3 separate regions of the Mus musculus genome follow, and all the other regions are linked to region 1. The links are chromatin contacts, called in public HiChIP or PLAC-seq and promoter capture Hi-C maps. All regions are on one chromosome and are shown on one strand. The core of a region is the stretch at or near the end of the contact, and the rest is flanking DNA. Distances in the headings are between cores, read along the strand shown. Region 1 holds the start of 1700019N19Rik (RIKEN cDNA 1700019N19 gene). Region 2 has its middle 23 kb from the start of 4930442E04Rik. Region 3 holds the start of Slc18a2 (solute carrier family 18 (vesicular monoamine), member 2).

What was found. Promoter capture Hi-C pulls out the DNA fragments that hold promoters and counts their contacts. HiChIP or PLAC-seq counts read pairs in DNA pulled down with a chosen protein or histone mark.
Region 2: a contact with region 1 is called in an H3K4me3 HiChIP or PLAC-seq map of embryonic forebrain, with 4 times the contacts expected there. The contact joins the enhancer-like site here to the promoter of 1700019N19Rik in region 1. A contact is called at or near these places in 21 of 39 promoter capture datasets (the 3T3-L1 cell line, 3T3-L1-derived adipocytes, the C10 cell line and 13 more), 6 of 15 datasets of contacts at CTCF or cohesin (the NIH/3T3 cell line, embryonic stem cells, large pre-B cells and 2 more), 130 of 484 Hi-C or Micro-C datasets (the 3T3-L1 cell line, 3T3-L1-derived adipocytes, B cells and 68 more), 16 of 115 datasets of contacts at active chromatin or transcription factors (astrocytes, bone marrow-derived dendritic cells, cardiomyocytes and 11 more) and 4 of 9 other capture datasets (adipose tissue, embryonic stem cells, liver and 1 more).
Region 3: a contact with region 1 is called in a promoter capture Hi-C map of embryonic stem cells, with 5 times the contacts expected there. The contact joins the promoter of Slc18a2 here to the promoter of 1700019N19Rik in region 1. A contact is called at or near these places in 8 of 39 promoter capture datasets (cranial neural crest, embryonic stem cells, frontonasal cranial neural crest and 3 more) and 1 of 9 other capture datasets (embryonic stem cells).

What each region holds. Positions count from the first base shown.
Region 1 is chr19:58,793,134-58,795,833 of GRCm38.p6, forward strand. 1700019N19Rik (RIKEN cDNA 1700019N19 gene) reads right to left here and starts at 1,281. Exons shown (of 6, transcript NM_026208.2): 1 at 1,248-1,281. The coding sequence starts at 1,265. Gm41877 (a long non-coding RNA gene) reads left to right here and starts at 1,382. Exons shown (of 3, transcript XR_877967.3): 1 at 1,382-1,438; 2 at 2,439-2,548. Hspa12a (heat shock protein 12A) reads right to left here. Exons shown (of 12, transcript NM_175199.3): 12 at 2,618-2,700.
Region 2 is chr19:59,192,921-59,195,760 of GRCm38.p6, forward strand. No RefSeq gene overlaps it. Among named protein-coding and RNA genes, the nearest start is that of 4930442E04Rik, 23 kb to the left of the region's middle. Within about 2 kb of position 1,346, at least 18 of the 459 cell types and tissues checked have an H3K27ac peak or open chromatin away from gene starts, as enhancers often do. A contact at or near this core is called in astrocytes, embryonic forebrain and ganglionic eminence, where this site is marked.
Region 3 is chr19:59,259,550-59,262,434 of GRCm38.p6, forward strand. Slc18a2 (solute carrier family 18 (vesicular monoamine), member 2) reads left to right here and starts at 1,329. Exons shown (of 16, transcript NM_172523.3): 1 at 1,329-1,469; 2 at 1,772-1,904. The coding sequence starts at 1,784.

The sequences.
Region 1 (2,700 bases), core at 31-2,530:
GAAACAGGACAGAGTTGTCAATATAAAGATGAGCAAGACCTAGGAGCCACCATGTAAGAAAGAGCTCGTGTATGGCTCATGAAACTGGCATGGGGAGAAACGATAAGCAGCTCATTTCCCCGCAGCACAGTCTTAATTCAGGCAGACTCTGGTTTTGGTAGCAACTTGTGTTGCTAAGCCCCTTTACTCTCAGAGTATCTGACAATGCCTGATGTCATAACTAGGGGGACAGGATGCTACTGGTATCTTGTGACTAGGTCCCTGTTCCACTTTATTCAGTGAATATGAGACAACCCCCCCCCCAAAAAAAAAACAACAAAGGCTTAGAGCTTAGAGCACAGTTGTCTTGGGGGTGGATCTGAAAACCAAAAAACCAAAAAACCCAAAAAAACAAAAAACTGGCATGGAATCCAAGGAGTGGAGGAATGGAGATAGTAGGAGCCTATTCTAATACTAGATACACTCACCAGGGATAATCAATGGTCTCCCACAAGGAGCCAAGGTTTGTCTGTGGATTCTGTAGTGCATCTATCCTGCCAAGCCAGTGCATCTCTTTAAAGTGATACTTTTGAGGCCACAGTCTTAATTAAGTAGAAAAGAGGGTGGGGGTCACAAGTCAGTTGTTGAAGCAGTCCAACACAATGGAGTGCAGCCAAGAGCAATGGAGGTGGGACACATTCAAGGACCACTTAACCTCTGGCACTGTGTACCTGACGCCCAGGAGGAGGCTGGGTTTAGACTCCCAGAACCGGCTGGGAACTCATGTCCAGCTCAACACAGATCACTACTAGCCAAGTTCTCAGAACCTTTACAGGCAAAAAGCAGAGAATCCTCCCAACAGATCCATAACACAAATACTGCCCTACTGTTAACACCCATTTCCAGGTAATGATTAATAAAGACAACAGACACTTATAGAAAACTAGCTATGGGTCATAACTGAAGGGAACTGTATTCTTATTTATACTCTACAGTGTCATAGGGCTGTCTATTGAGGGAAAACACGGAGCATAGAGATATGTTGTTTCAACGCTTTGGATGGGGGCACGAGGGCGGAGCAAGGGCTGCTAAATTCCCAGGGGCAGGAAGTGCTGAATGACTGTGGCCCTTGGGTGGTTAGAAACAAGCCATCCTGTAAGAGACAGGGGCAGGGAGGCACTTGGAGGGCTTCGGAAGAAAGGCAGGACAGGGACCAGGAGAAGAAAGGACCCTTCTCCATTCACTTCCCACGGGGCCCCTGCTCTCACCTCCGCTGGCTTGAGCATCCCCAGGGAACCAGGCGGCTCTGCCTGCCCACAGGCTCTTCCAGACCTTTGTGAGATCACCCTGGCTGGGCGGGGCAGATGCTGGATTCATACGGGGTATTTGTAGCTGGCCCCGCCCCTTACATGAAAACCAGGGGTCAGGATGACATTGGAACAAGAACTACAGGCACTTGGTAAACCCAGTAAACTTAGCCGCTAATCTCTCAGCAGCCAGCGGAAGTCCAGATGTTTGCCCGGTCCATGTTTGTTCTGGGAGTTGTTGCCTCTAACAAGCTGTAGCTTGAGCTCCTCATTCCCACCGGGGGTGGGGGTGGGGTGGGGTAGGGGGGTGATGGTGGGGGGTGGGGAAGGCAGGGCCAGGCCGGCCGGCCAGTGTAGACACAAAAGAGGATCCTTGCGTGAAATCTACATCCCCACCTGCACCCCATTTTCCCTCAAAGTTGGGACAGTGGTCTCTAACCTCACCCCTACCTCCCCACCCCCGCCCCTGCCATCTGAGGGCCAGCAATAGGCAGGAGGCAGTTTGGGAAATAAAGGCCACCGTGTCTATTTGGTTTCCGAACAGGCTCTTTCCTCAGTCCCCTTGCACACACTTTTCTCTATCTGGAGAGCTATCTATCTGGGGTTGTTTCTGGTGTGTGTCCCCCGTCCCCCCCCTTCCCCCCGCAAGGTCCCTGGACACAAAAGGCCTTAACAAAGTGAAGGCGTGCCCGAGGAAGTTGTCTGACTTGCGGCAGTGGCCCGGGCCATCATTTCATTTTGACCGACTCTCAATATGATGCCGTGTGAGCCAATTAGGGTATGGGTGGCCTTACAGCTCTGCCTGGCTGTTGGCTCGACAGAAGCCGAAGGGCTTTCAGTGCCCGTCTAATGCTCATTAGTGTGTTTCCCTGGCGAGTACAGGACCATACCTCTCCTGGACACTGAACTTTAGATCAAGCCAGGTAGAGCTAACCATCTTTTCACTCCCTTGGACTGGTGGGACCGCACTTCATGCCATCTGACACCTCTAGGGCCAATTAAGGATGCGCTTCAGAGGCAGAGCCTGGAAGGAAGCCAAGGATTTATGACAGCTAGCCTCAGCCTGCAGGGATGCCCTGAAGGCAGGCACCACCAAGGCCTTAGACACTTAGTGATTTCCCTCAACTCATTCTGCCCTTCCCTTCTCTACAGCTAAACCACTTCCTTCCCATTTGGAGGAGACAGGACTCTGGACATCCATGGAGCTCTGGTTCCGAGCAAAGGGCGGGTTGTCAGTAAAGCTTGTGCCACTGAGAAAGGAGGTGAGCCAGGAATGATCCCCCTACAAATCCACCTACACCCCAAATGAGAAAAACGATTCTAGGCCGTGTGAAATTGAGAGGTTTACTTTATTAGAATCTGTGAAGACAAGAGTTTGCAGACACAATGCTGTCTAGTTGTGAACTGCTGCAGA
Region 2 (2,840 bases), core at 96-2,595, 400 kb after region 1:
AGTAGCACCGAAAGTCTATTTGTAAAGGTTAGGACGTGCACAACTTCAGAGACTGTTTTTTCTTAAAAAAAAAAAAAAAAAAAAAAAAAGAACAAAATTTCAGTCACTTTAATACACACTTTAAGGGTGATTTATGATAACTGTAGCCTGCAGTGACTAAGGCTATACTGAATGTTCAGAGCTGAAACATTCAGTCTGTTGTATTCAGGGAAAGTTCTCTCTACAATTTTGGGGGAAAAAATTTAAAAAACGCGGAAGCAATTGTCAAATCTCTTTCACCTGTGCAATATCTTTTTTGTTGTTGTTGTTGTTGATAAATGTGTCCAATTACATGGCTAGGGTTCAGATGCCCACAAACAGTTTCATTTTTGATGGTTCGGTAGCTGTAATTCCAGGCTGCTATTTCACTGTATTGGAAGGCACGTGGTTATCTTTGCTCCTTTCTTCTTCCTCACGCTTAAACCAGCCCCCCCCCCACCCAAAAAAAAACACATCAAGAAACCAAATAATCCGGGAAAACAAGAGGCACCGTTTGTATTCTAAAGGCTGAAATCCTCGACATAAGTAAAGGGACGATTCTGACACTTGGCGGTAACCTCCCAGATTCAGGTCTTGCATCTGTGAAATGGGCTTGGGCTGGGGGCTTCACGGCAGGACGTTGTCCCCAGGTATCAACAACTCATTGTCTCCTGACTTTCGGGTGTTTGAAAGCTCTTGGGCCTTTTTGGGGGAAGCAGGTCCAAACCCTTCCCGGGCCAATTTGCCTTCTAGAAGCCACAGGGGACACACACACACACACACACACACACACACACACACACACACACGGTGCGTCTGGCATTTTGGTTTATTGCCTTTACAAAGGTTTTTGGAGGTCATCTCAGACTTAAACTAAAGAGTGGGGGCGGGGGGGGATGCAAAGTGAAAGGGGAAAGGATCGGGGGAAGGGGGCGAGAGAGGGAAGCTGCAGGGTTGACACCAAGAGAAGGAAAGAAAATAACCCAGAAAAGAATCGTGCCGCTGGAAAAACTGGGGGAGGAAAAGAGCGGAAGGTATTGCTTCGGGAGGCACCCGAGCCGCGGGGCTTATAGAGGGACTGGGCCTGAAACTCGGCCACGTCCTCCCGGCCCTGCTCCGAGTGTCCCCGGTCAGGGAAGGTAAGAGCCGACCCAGACTCATCTAGAGACGGAGCAGAGGAAGTCGCAGCCCGGGGCTCGTCCGGGCGAGTCAGGGTGGGCACATTTCTCCCGTAGTAGCATTTGCGGGGGACGGAGGAAGTAGTTGGGGGCAGGGGGCGATAGTGCCACCCGGAGCCTCGCGGAGTCCCCGGTGTTCGGCTGGAAGCTCCTGTCCCAAGTACTGCTCTGCGCTCTGCATTAGGCAGCGGCCGAGTTGGGAGCACACCCGTAGGGGCCCGCGAGGTTTTTCCTTGTCTCTTGGGCGACGACCTTCGGGAGATAGTCAAAAAGCTGGTGACCCGCGCACTGACAAGATCTCCGAGTCTCCACCTGAATCCTGATGGCCTAGGGACCTTACCTCGGCGACTGGCCCAGCCTCAGAACTCCTTCAAGCCTTTCTCTCCTAGTACAGGGACCTCAAACTCCGGAACTCCCGAGATGGAGCAAAAAGACACTACCTACGCATTCCCGCGCCAGAGGAGGGTCCCTGGGGGGGCGCTCTCCAGATCCTAGGGGCGAGGGTTACCTTCCCAGCACCTTGCGAGGGTGGGTACCAGTCTGGGCCCCATAACACCGTCACTGCTACTTGTAATTTCTTCGCTTTGCCCCTCCCTTTGGAGAAAGAGGCAGTTTTACCCAAAGGTAGCGCTGGGTGAGCCGTGGGTTTGAGAGTTAAAGAGGGTCTTCTGTCTCAGAGGAACTTCTTAGCACCAAAATATCTCCAGGCCAACATTTTTTTTTAAACCACAAATTGATTATTTTGAGATCTCTCTCTCTCTCTCTCTCTCTCTCTCTCTCTCTCTCTCTCTCTCTCTCCTCTCTCCACATTGATACACTGATGATCCTTCAGTGGTAGAGAGGGGAAGTGTTTTTTCTGGGTTAGTGTCTTCTTTGCCTCCTTTCATCCTCCAAAGTCCAAGAGCAGTCAAACGAAATGTGTTTTGTTTTGTTTTTGTTTGGTTGTTTTTTTTTTTTTCCTAACTCTTGCGATAAAATTCAATGCTCCTGTCTGGACAGTTCACATCCAAGAAGGCTTGTGTGTGTCCAGCTCTGTGTAGCCAGCTACTTGAACGCTTTCTCCGAAGATTATGGTGACAACAGGGTGACAAGAACCAGGGAACTAACAGCTCTTGAGTAGTCATTTGTACCAACCTGTACTTGGAGGTGAGACATGTATGTACACAACCTTTTCCGCTCCACTTTTAATTTTTGTCAGAGGAGGTCAGAATTGGCAGATTAAAAAAAAAGATATTATTTGCAGAGTTATGAATGTCCCCACAGAAACTATTTCTATCAGACCACTAGTTGTGACAGGGTTAGGAAACCAGTTTAAACTGTTAATCGGCCACAAAAAGGGCCTCAGATCGACGCCTTTCATTGTAAGGCTGTAAAAGCTAAGCTGTACATCGGGAAGAAATTAGACAGCGGCAAAACCATTACCTTGACTTCCCACAATAAAGACAACCTTAAGAGGGGCTATTGATGGTTTCAAATTACATCACAGCAGTTTGTGGGTTCTTCCTCCGAGCTCATGGAATACAATTTTAAAATGTGGATTCTTCAAAGAGCAGTCGCCGGCATGGTATTCACACATGGACAGGCAGCTACCCTTTGATTTTATTTATTGCAAAGTGGAGGTGAAGAGAGGAAAACAAAGACAAA
Region 3 (2,885 bases), core at 79-2,578, 470 kb after region 1:
TCACTGATTCTGTGGCTCAAGTCAGAGCCTTTGGGTTCGGAAACTCCAAAGCCAAGGGGCTAGGGCGCCAGCCCATGAATTCCATCTCTCCACAGCCACCTTAGTTTTCTGCCATCTGCTTTCTCCTCCTGAGTGGGTCCCTCTCCCTCCCTGTTTAATATTTAAGTTACACACATTCTGAGATATCAGAGACCCGTGTCACTGACCTACTTTTCCCATCCACACATCTTTTATCATGGGGGGAGGGTAACGGTGGGAAGCGCAGGGGGTCTCTCTCTAAAGAGAAGAGAATCAGAGAGAGCTGGGAGGAGCACACACCACAAGGCTGCTCCTAGCAGGCTCCTGCTGACAACAGGCGAGCATTAATAAAACAAGGCCAGACCCCTCTGCTGAGAGCCTGCGACAGTAACAGGGATGTTAAGTGGCTAAGAACACAGCTCTGACCCCTCTGACCCTATAGAAGGGCCTCAGAAAGCACTCCTCCGTGTGTGTGTGTGTGTGTGTGTGTGTGTGTGTGTGTGTGTGTCTACTGTCTATCACAGAAACATTCCTAATGGAAGATATTGTGCAGAGAAAGTCGGTTGCTCAGGTGTTCTGCCTCTTAACCAACTCATTCACACCCCAGACATAGTACAGAGGGCAGAAAGCTCCTTTAACAAGGCTTCATGGACACTTTGACACACACACACACACACACACACACACACACACACACACACACACACACGCTCTGTGCAGCAGAGTCAATCCCAAGCAGGATGCTCTCAACTCTGAGAGTCTTCACTCCCCCCTTCTGTTTCATCGTTGTCTCCTTTCACCTGTTTTCTTTCTCACCTGAAGGTGCCCAGAGCTTTAACCTCCCTGCTGCATTCTGACCCTGGATCAGTCTATATAGAGTGGGAAAAGGGAGTGAGGTGAGATGCAAGTGTCTGCCCTGGTTCCCAACGTTTTCCTGGGGCACACCCTACAGCCTTCATTCATGTCTTCTTGGGCCACTTTATGAACATGGCAGCTCAGAGGCCCACACAATTTCTTCTGAGCATTCTGGCCAGCCTGAGCATAGAAGAAAGCAACATTGCCTGCACACCTTGGCCTTGATTATCTTCAGGACCTTTGACTCCTTGTCCTGGGCTCCTGTGGCTGTGTTCTAGAGCCCCTGCGGCTTCCTTCTCAACTCCCCCTCCCCTCCTCCACTGCAGACGTCCCCAGAATCTGATAGGGTGGGCTCGTGACCGCAGCCCCAGCTGCGGCCCAGAGGCAGCTCTGGGTGGGCGGAGGCCAGTATCCTAGCTCCCCCCTCTCCGCCCCCTCTCAGCGCTGTCCGTGACGTCAGAGCCGGACTGGGTAAACTGAGCAGGGCTCTGGGGCGCTGGAGCATAGGAGACCTGGAGCAGCGGGGACGGACGCACGGACTGGGACCCGGGCAGTGTGGAGATATAACCCTGCAGGCAGTCGCAGGCGAGCCGAAGGTACGCGAGGTTGGGGAGGACAGAGAACCCTCGGGGATCCTCCACGGCAGCGGGCAGACTCCGGGGATCCCGGGACTCAGGGTGCGGCTGGGAAGGGCAGCGCCCCCGGGTACCCAGGTCTGGTCCCCGACGGCAATAGAGGCGTGCTCGCTCGTTGTGACTCTGAGACGCTATCCCAGTGCCTGAGGGGAGCGAGACACTCCCTGTCGTTCCCGGCTACCGCTGGTGGACGAAACTCCTTGTGCTCCGGGTGGCGCGGGACCCCTGACCGTCCCAGGCACTGATCGCACCTGCTCCCACAGCGAAGCAAAGCTATGGCCCTGAGCGATCTGGTGCTGCTGCGATGGCTGCGGGACAGCCGCCACTCGCGCAAGCTGATCCTGTTCATCGTGTTCCTCGCGCTGCTGCTAGACAACATGCTGCTCACCGTCGTAGGTACGTATGGCTCGGGAGTGCCAGCAACTAGCACTTCGTCCTTAGCACCTAGCACAGGTCCTCAGGAGCCCGTCCCTGGCACTGGGTCCCCAACACCTTGTCCTCATCATCTACAGCCCAGGTGACAGCATCCCCTGCCCAGCCCCAGGACCATGTACCTCCTCCCAGGAAGCCTGTCCTCCGCACCCCATCTCACTTTATCTGAGCAGCTCTGTCTGCCCAAAAAGTTGAAGAACGTGCTGTGTAGAGAACAAAACAAAAACCCATTCTTGAACACAAGCCCTCCTCGCCCCAACTCCTGGGAGCTGCAACTTGTGGGTTTGTTTTCCCTGGAGGTCAGGTCAGACCCTGTGACATCCGATAAGGCCCAGAAGTTGTGTTTCCTCCTGATAACTGAACTGCCTGCTTCCCTTTGTCCACTTGCACTGAGATGAAAAAGATTTCTGTCAAAATGAACCAGTGTGCTAAGCTGCTGCTGTCCCTTAGGACGTTCAGTGGCCAAACAGTTGGTAGACGGCTGAATGAGCAAGTCGCCATCTACCCCTGAGGTAAAGCACCCTACATCTAAGAGTATTTGTTCTAAGAGTATTTTTGTGATGGAACGGGGGGACTCAGGGACAGCACAAATCTCCCAAAATGACAGGTTAGACCAGATGGTTCAAAACCAGGCCTTTTAATCCTTCAAGCTGAAAGGTATTCCACATGTTCTTTTTGAAAACCAATTTTCAGTGAACAACAAAAAATATATTGGTTTTCCTCAGACCCCCAAACGTTGAGTCACTTGCCCCTCCTCACTTGCAGAGTCTGAGAGCATCTTACTGATGTCTTCAGCTCTGGAGAGTCAGCTGGGGGTCCCAGTTGTCCTTCATGTTTCTCATGTGCCCAAGCTTCTATAACATTACCACTTTGCTTTGCTGTGGTAGAAGTCTACGGGATCCTCGAGGAGTGCTGTAAAATCTGCAGGTCAACATAGAGTTGCTT